2 separate regions of the Anser cygnoides genome follow, and region 2 is linked to region 1. The links are chromatin contacts, called in public Hi-C maps. All regions are on one chromosome and are shown on one strand. The core of a region is the stretch at or near the end of the contact, and the rest is flanking DNA. Distances in the headings are between cores, read along the strand shown.

The links. Hi-C and Micro-C count contacts between places; a contact is called where the count stands out from the background.
Region 2: a Hi-C map of fetal liver shows a contact between it and region 1, with 2.0 times the contacts expected there. The contact joins the enhancer-like site here to the promoter of LOC136791684 in region 1. A contact is called at or near these places in 3 of 7 Hi-C or Micro-C datasets (fetal liver, granulosa cells and liver).

What each region holds. Positions count from the first base shown.
Region 1 is chr11:8,427,647-8,431,835 of Taihu_goose_T2T_genome, reverse strand. It overlaps LOC136791684, which reads right to left and starts at 1,884. Exons shown (of 4, transcript XM_067003763.1): 1 at 494-1,884. The coding sequence starts at 599.
Region 2 is chr11:8,489,156-8,493,344 of Taihu_goose_T2T_genome, reverse strand. No RefSeq gene overlaps it. Among named protein-coding and RNA genes, the nearest start is that of RHCG, 21 kb to the left of the region's middle. Within about 2 kb of position 2,109, at least 1 of the 3 cell types and tissues checked has open chromatin away from gene starts, as enhancers often do. A contact at or near this core is called in fetal liver, where this site is marked.

The DNA of each region.
Region 1 (4,189 bases), core at 635-3,134:
CACCCAGCAGCGGGACCCCTTCCCTTCCCAGGGGACCCCCCCCCCTCCCCGGGGACCCCCAGCTACGGACAAAAGCGAGAGCCAACGCGTGGGGGGGGGAGAGCGATCGCGTTATCAGCGAGCTGACCTTCCAAGAGGGAGGCCAGAATCAAGCCAAAAAGGAAAAAAAAAAGAGAGAGAGAGAGAAGAGAGACAGGGAGGAAGAGAGAAGGAAAATATCCCAAAACCGGGGGGTTTTGAGGTCGGACCCGCGGGGTGGGCACGGGGGAGGCTTTGTTAGGACAGGCGCCCGGGGCGCTCGCCCCCTCCAGCCTCCCGGACCCGGACCCGGCGGCCGCCCGCAGCCGGGAGCGGGTTTGTAGGGCTGCTTCCCGGCGTGCTGAGCCCCGGAGCGCTGCGGGCGTGTGCGCGGGGCTCGGCCGCCTCTCCCCGCCCTCCCGTCCCGCCGCCCGGAGCCCCGGGAGCGCCCCGACGGGGCGGGCGCGGCGCTTACCTGGAGCCCCGAGGTGGCGGGGCCGCGACTCGCCTCTGCTCCGGGCTCCAGCGGCGCCGGTCCTGCTGCAGCCTCTTCCCCGGGGGCGAGCAGGTTTGGAAGTCATTTCTACTTTCGGTTATCTAGCTTTATGATGGCTCCACAACACTCATACAGCTAGATAACCAAAGACAGAAACATCCCTCCGGCGGGGCTGCCGTCGGCTGCGGGGAGAGGGCACACGGCGGTGGGGGGGGGGGAGAGGGGAGGCAGAGCGGCCGGGATCTGCCAGCGGGGAGCCACAGAGGGAGAGAGAGAGGGGGGAAAAAGGGGGGAAAAAGAGAAAAAAAAAAAAAAAAAGATAAATACGAGGAGCGGAGGAGACGGAGCCGCGCTGCGGGAGCGAGCAAGGCACCGTAAGGGGCTGCGGGGAGCCGAGCCGTGCTGTGCCGAGCCGGGCAGAGCCGTGCCGAGCCGGGCAGAGCCGTGCCGAGCCGAGCCCCGCGCGGTCCCGACCCGGGCGGCAGCAGCAGCGCTCCCGCTCCCGCCCCGCCGCCCAACTTCTACTCCCCTCGCATGGTAATCGCCCCCTTTGGGAAGTGACGTCACGCGGCCCCCAGCCAATCGGCGGCCCCGCATTTAAATCCGCGCCCCCTTTTCCCGCGTTTTGGCGCCCCGGCCCCGGCCGAGCCCCCGCTGCTGGACGGGGCGGGCGGGACGGGGCGGGCTCGGCACGGCTCGGCACGGCTCGGCGCGGAGCGCAGCGGAACGCCCCCAGCTGCACCCTCCTCCCGCGGCGCCCCGGCACCCGCCTGCCCCCCGCCCGCCGCGCTTCGCCTCCCCGCCCGTGCTGGAGGAGCCGCGTTGTGGGGTGCCCCCCCCCCCCAGCCCCATAGTGCCCCCCTCGGCAACAACGAGGGGGCACGGGCGGGCAGCACCCCGGCACGGCACGGCACGGCACGGCACAGCGGACCCACCTGCAGCTAACTTCCCTCTCCTTGTCCTTCGCCCTCCCTTCGCCCTTTCCCCTCTCCCTTTCCCCGGCCTTTCCTTTTTCCCCTCCCTTCCCTTCCCCGTACATTTTCCTTCCCTTTTTCCCTCCCCTTTCCTTCTGCCTTTCCCCGGTCCCAGCACGCCGTTGCCCCCCCCCGTCCCTCACAGCCTCTCCTCCTGCAGCAGCGCCCGCCCCGTCCGGCCTCTGCACCTGGCCGGGCGTCGGGGCAGCCCGGAGGGCGCCTTCCCCGCAGCCAACGCGGGGCCGAGGAGCAGCCGGGCCGGGAATACGCCTGCGATCCCGCCCGGATCCTCTCGACACCCCTTTTTCCCCTCCGTTTTCATTATTTCCCCTCTAGGTTTTGCTCTTTCCCTCGCCGGTTCTTAGCGCGCCGTGCGTGCGGCGACGAACGCGGCGCATACAAATCCAACAGCAGCAATAAGAATAATAAAATGCCGGGAGGTAAATGTGATTATCTGGGATGCTTATCTGACCTGCCCCGCAAAAAAAAAAAAAAATAAAAATAAAAATAAAAATTGTAATCCGTCGCCGCTCCTAAACGTTGCTTTGCCTTAAATCTGAGGCTTAGCTAAAACGTGACCTGCTGCGAAACGGGGGAGCCGCGGAACGAAGCGATCGCTGCGGGAGCAGCCGCGGCTGAGCGCAGCCTGCCGGTCCCGGCAGCTCCGGCTCTCGGCGAGCTCCGCTCGGCTTCTTTATTTCTTCCTCTCCTCGCTTCCCCCCTCCCCGCCTTTCCTTTGAAAAATAATAATAATAATAATAAAATAATAAAAATTAAAAAAAAAATAAAAATAAAAATACGGGAGCTCAATTAGGCTGAAAGCTCAAAGCTCAGCCCTGGCAGCCCCTCCGCGCTCCCGGCGCGCAGCCGAGCCGAGCCGCCCTGCCTGCCTCCCGGCTGCCTTCCTCCTCCTCCCTAACGAGAAACGGGCCCGGGGGTGCCCCGGGCACCCCGACGGGGCTGCGGCGGGTGGGGAGGAATCTTTGCTCCTTCCCCAGCCCCTCGGTGCCATCCCCGCGCCCCCGAGCCGCTCGGGAGGGGGCTTGGCTGAGGTTATTCTAACCTGCCCTGGAGAGAGAGGAAAAAAAAATAAAAATAAAAATCCACTACAAATCGGATCTCCTTAATTTTCCGGCTGTGGATTTTCCCCTAATTTATTGCTGCCGTCGTTACGGTGATTGCTGCCCGTGCGTTCCCCGGCCGGGGCCGGGGAAGGTGCCCACCGGCCCCGCTCCCCGGGGCTGCCCCTCGGTGGCGGCGATACCGAGCGGTGCCCGCAGCCCGGTGCCCACGAAAGGGGCTCTCCCGGGCCGCGGCCCGGCCTCAGTTTCCCCCCGGGGGTGTCCCCGTTATCCCCCGGCCGCGGGGAGCACCGGGGGGCTGCCGGCGGCGGCGGCGATGCGGCCCCGCTCCGGTCCCGGTCCCCCTGCTGGGGTACAGGGAGCGGGCCCCCCTTTCTCCGCCGGGTAAGGGAAGGGATTTCTCTCCGCAGAAATAAATCCCGGGATTCTTCCCTGCTGCTTTTCGGCAACGCTTCGCTCGGCTCCGAGCCCCCCGCCTCGACCCGCTCCGTGCAGGCGGAGGCCCGGCACCTAGGAGAAAAACGCTGCTGGCCTTTGGGGGATTTTTTCCTACCGCTTGGGCGTTGGTTTATATATTTTTATTTTTATTATTATTATCATTTTTATTATTATTTAGGGCGCAGTTTAAGCAGGACGCGTACAAAATGGCTCCTTGGCACATCGCAAAGCAGCGGCGAGCGGAGCGGGGAGCGAGCGGGGGGCTCCGGAGGCCGCAGCGGGCAGAGCCCGGAGGCAGCCAGCGCCCGGCCTCACCTGGGGGACCGGGAGGGTCGGGGGGGGGGGGGCACCGGGATGGGGGGCACCGGGGACTGCCCTTCCCTGCACTCACAGGCAGAACAACGGGGGAAAACGACCCCCCGGGCCGCGGCCCGGTTTAGCCGAGAAGGACGGTGAAAAAAAAAGATTAAAATAATAATAATTAAAAAAAAAAAATAAAAAGCGGGGAGGTCTCCCAAACGGCCAGGCGGAGGTTCTGCCTCCCCGACGGGGCGGGGCGGGCAAGGCTCTGGCCATGGTGCTGCAGCCGCCGCCGCTCCGCGCCCGCGGAGCCTCCGCGCAAATCCCCCCGGGGGGGGCGGCGGCCCCGGAGCCCCCCGCTTTTTGTAGGGCACCCCCGAGGGCAGTGGGAGCGGGAGCGGCCGGTGCTCCCCTTCCCGCAGCCGGGCAGCCCGGCCCCGCCGGCCGCCCCTCGGAAGGGCCCCGCCGGCCGTGCCGGCCGCTTGCCGGGCGGCCCCGCGGCTCCCGAAGGCGCCCGCCCTGCCCCGAGCCCCGCTGCCTTCCCCTCTTTACGCCCCGCGCGTCTGACGTCACTTTTCTTTAATTAGGAGAAGTTATTTTTAGCCAACCTAGAGTAACCCCCCGCGCCTCGCCGCCCCGAGCCGCATCTCCTCTTAATTGTGTGTTGTTTTTTTTTTTTCTTTTCTTTTTTTCCCCTTTTTCCTCCCACAACCGGGGCTTCGCCAACTTCACGCGGAAGCGGCGGCTCCCGACGGGCGTTGAGGAAACGTGTTGCTTTGTTTAGCAATTAAAAGCCACGTCTAAAGCAGCCCCGGCGCTGAAAAGGCTCCGCCGCAGCGGCCCGGCCCCCGGCTGCTCTTTCCTGCGGCTCCCGGGGCCGG
Region 2 (4,189 bases), core at 860-3,359, 61 kb before region 1:
AGCTCGGCTAAATACCGGCTTCCCCAAATCCTCCCGCTCGCTTTGCTAGGCGAGCGGCCCCGCGCCCCTCGGGGGTTTCGGGCCATGGCCACGTCATTTGTAAAAGATGGGAGGGAGCAGGAATGCAGCACTCGGATGGAGAGTTGCACGCAGCGCTGCCACGGACGCGGCGTGGGCTGGGGGTCTCTAATCCTGCTCCTACAACGGAGGAGAGCTCATCCCCAAAGCCTCCGGCCGAGGCAGCAGAAGGGCGAGCAGGAGCAGCGGGGGAGAGGGGGACGAGTTTGGGGCGCTGCACCCGGCGGGGGCTGCACTGCCCTCCCCAGGCCCGCGGGAAGCAGAGATTGCATCTGCCTTTAATTACTCCCTCTCTGCATATCAGATGCTCGTGCACCTTCTGCACATGAATGCTGATTAATTGCAGGGTTAGGCTCTGAGGCAGGCCGGACCACATTATTTCTGATGTTTGCTCTTTTCACGAGGAGAATAAATGCCATGAATCCACAGTAATCAGTGGCTTTTAGCTTGTCACTCTTATGACACTCTTTACTTAGACCAGGAAATGGCAAATGTGGTGGAAATAAGAACTTTATTATCTATTTTTTTTGCTCCCAAAAGGGAGGTGTGTGTTGGGGGCTGGGGGGGTGGCAGAAGAAGGTGGTGGGGGCATCTCGCCGAGCGGGAGATGGAGAAAGAGGCTCCATTTTCCCTGCATCCAAGGAGCTGTGCTTCGCCGCGTTCGGCGAGAGAGAGAAGAAAAGCGGCGGCGGCGGCTTTGTGGCAGCTCCTCGGGGAGGAGGCCCCGGAGGGCAGGGGCGGTTGGGGGGTGCGGGGCCCTCGGGCTGGGCCATCCCCACCCGCCTGGGCCCCCCCGCTGCCGTCCGTGCTGGTTTGGTGGCCGCAAGCAGCATCACTGCGCCAGGTCACGCCGGGTCCCCAGGAGGTACGCCCGGGCATGCAGATGGTGAACGGGCCACCACGAGAAGATTGGGGTGTCCTGAGGCTCGTCTGGGGTGCTCAGGGCTCCTCCAGGGAGGGGGTGGCTGCACCCATGGGTGGGAGAGCTGCAGGGCTCTGGGTGTCACCCTGCTGTGGCCTCCACTGCGACCATGGCCTTGCAGCAAGGGACAGCCCGAAATATTTAACACGGACACACGCCGTAAGGCCACCTCCAGGGCTGGATGTCCCTTCAGGCCCAGGTGACATCCCCAAGCCCCACAGCCCGACGGGAGGAGAGGAGCGAGGAGGAGGACCCACAACATCCCGACGCCGAGCGGGGACAAACATCAGCACCGCGTCCCTCGTCCCCGGCCTTCCCTCGCCAGCAAACCCCGCTCGGCCCCAATCGGCTCAGGTGGGAAACCCTTTCACCGCCTCCCTCAATGCCCTGCTACCGATCTCATTGCCGCCTCTTAGCTCAGTGCGAGGGCAGCCCTCCGCTTTTCAGCCCCGAACATCTGGCGTGCAGCGGGCGGGCGGCCGCCGGCCGCCTCCGGCCCCCTCCCCGCGCCCCCGCCGGGGACGCCCGCAATTAGGCAGCCCCCGGCCTCGGCCCCGCTCAGGTGAGCGCCCAGCCAAGGAGGGGTAATTAAGGTTAATCAGGGGGCCGGGGGGTCAGGGCGGTGGTGGGGAGACCCCGCGAAGTCTAATGGCGGCCGTAATTAGGCAGCTGTGGAGAAGCGGTTAATGAAGACGGCGACCGTTAATAAAGCTCTTCCTGAGCAGCCTTCTGGCCCGGGTAATTGAGGGATTTGCAAGTGCCATCTCCCCCTTCGCCCTGTAATGAGCAGACCCCGCGGCCCGCCTTAACCCTTCCGGGGACAGAGCCGGTGGCGGCGGCAGGGCCCGGGCCGGGGCGCAGGGCGGCAGCCCCCAGCCTCTCCCACGCCAGGCCCTCGGCACCGGGTCCCCGGGAGCCCTTTGAGCCCCGCTCAAAGCGGCTGGCAGCGACTTTTCTCGCAGATGCTTGGGTTTCCCACGCCTGCCTCGGCATTATGCAATCCCCCCCCGGCCCCACCACCCACCAGCGCCGGGATGTCATCATCAGCCCCGGCCCTGGGAACCCACATTGTTAGCTTAGTAAATAGAGAAATCCCCACTCAAGCATTGCAAATGAGGGCAGAGGGGGAGCCGGGGAACCGCTGCGGCCGCTGCGGCCGCGAGGTCTCTCCCCTCTTTGAGTTGTCAGATGAATTCAGCGCTTAACAAAGAGCGAGGGAGGGAGCGGAGCTGCCGCTGCAGCTGGGCAGGGCGGCAGGAGGAGGCAGGATGGCGATGCCACCGGCCACCGCTCCGGCACGCAGCTCCGAGCCCCTTGCTACCTGCCCAAGCCTGGGCACCATCAGTGCCGTGTGCTCAGGGCTTGCAGTGCACCTGGGGGGACATTTCTGGCTGCAGGGTGGCCACGCAGGCCATGGTGACACGTCCCATCCCTGCTCAGCACCTCTGCTGCCCTTTGTACCCGCGTGGCTGCAGTGCCCTGGCCATCGTGCTGAGCCCTGGGGAGCCCCAGGGCCAAATCCCAGCTCCAGGGGGCTTCTGAGGCGACTGGGAGGTCTCCGAAATCTTTATTAAGATGCAGCGGCGTGGCTGCCCTTCCCTGACAGTTGCCTTAGCCTTGAGCTGGTGAAGGTCACGGTAATGCTCTGGGAGCTTAGCCAGCTTTCTTCCCTCTCGCTCCCTGCCTGGTGCTGGGAGCAGTGATGCTGTTTCCGAGCCACGCCGCGCTGCCCCAAAAAGCCCCTCCTGCAGGCTGCTTTTTGCAGGGTGCCGGCCCTGCCCTGCCTCTGCTTTGGCCCTGGGGATGGAGCGACCACACCGGGGGTTTTTGCATGGCCAAACTCTGCCCCTCCAGCAGAAGACCAAAGAGGGGCGGATGTAACACATCCTGCCCTGCGCGTGGCAATGAGGTGCTGGGAGAAGAGCGCAGCATTTTGATTCGGAAAGGGCAGAGAAGGAGAAGCCTCCCCCTGCAGCTCCATGCCCTGGGGGCCCAGGTGGCCACAGCGCTTGGCACCCGCACCAACAGAGAGCCACACGGGCTCTCTGCAGCCACACCAGTGCCCGGCATCTGCCAGCATACACACACACCCCGGGGCATCAGCGGTGGCTCAGCCCCATCCTTCGTCCCCCCCACAGCCCCGTGGCAGCACCCCCGGCCTAGCAGTGTGATAAATGAGCTCCCCTGCTCGTTGGCTCCGTCCTTCCCCTGGTGTGAGCAGGTTTCCTGACCTCAGCAGGTGGCCAGGGCTCGCCTCCCCGGCCGCAGGTGTGCCCGTGTTTGGGAGAACACCCAGGAAAACCGCCCCATGTCCCACAGCGCCCGGCTGCGGGGCTGCAAGTTAACGTCACTTCCAGCTATTTCAGGGCGCCTTTTTTCTTGGGCAGATCAAATTCCTATTAAATCGTGGATAAATAAAGAGGGAGAAAAGGCTCAGAGGTGACCAAGTGCAATCCAATAGCAGCCCGGTGGCTGCTGGTGTTGAGTATTACCAACACAGCCGTGTAATAAATACATCCTCGCCCCAATTATTTACCAGCAAACCTGCTTGGCAGATCCCACATGGAATACAACACGTAGATTTTCATGCGAAGGTTTATTTATTTTTTATTTTTTGGCTCCATGCTCCATAAAACACATTTACCCAGTCACATACAAAATACATTTATCCAGTTTCTTTAAAACAAACAAAATAACCTCTCCTCTCCATCTGGCCTCTTTCTCTGCTCCTTTCTAGCCTGGTCTGCTTCTCTACTCCTCGCAATATGGAACATGACAGGGTATTTTCAATGCTATTTTTGTCCGTTGTGTCATAGCTTATATTTAAAATAGCATTTAAATCTGCCAAGTAGTGCAGTGTTTTAAACTGCTGTCAGACTGAATTTCTCCTCCTACATACCGCATATTTCAGATACGGCTTAAAGACAGCTGAGGGGAGCTTTTGAGGCGGGGGGAAGGTGGAGGTGGCTGGGGACCCGATTGTCTGCAGGTGTGCGGAGAGCCAGAGGGTGTTAATAGCAGAAAGGGGTGCTGAGCTTGGGGGTGGAGGGGGGCCACGAGCCCAAAGACAGCCAGATGGGACAAGGGAGGGTGTGGGGATGGCGTGGTCACCCCAGGGAAGGGCTGGGACACCTCTTGCTCCTGGTGCCCACCCTCACCAGGACCAGGGGCTGCAATGGGGTGACCGTG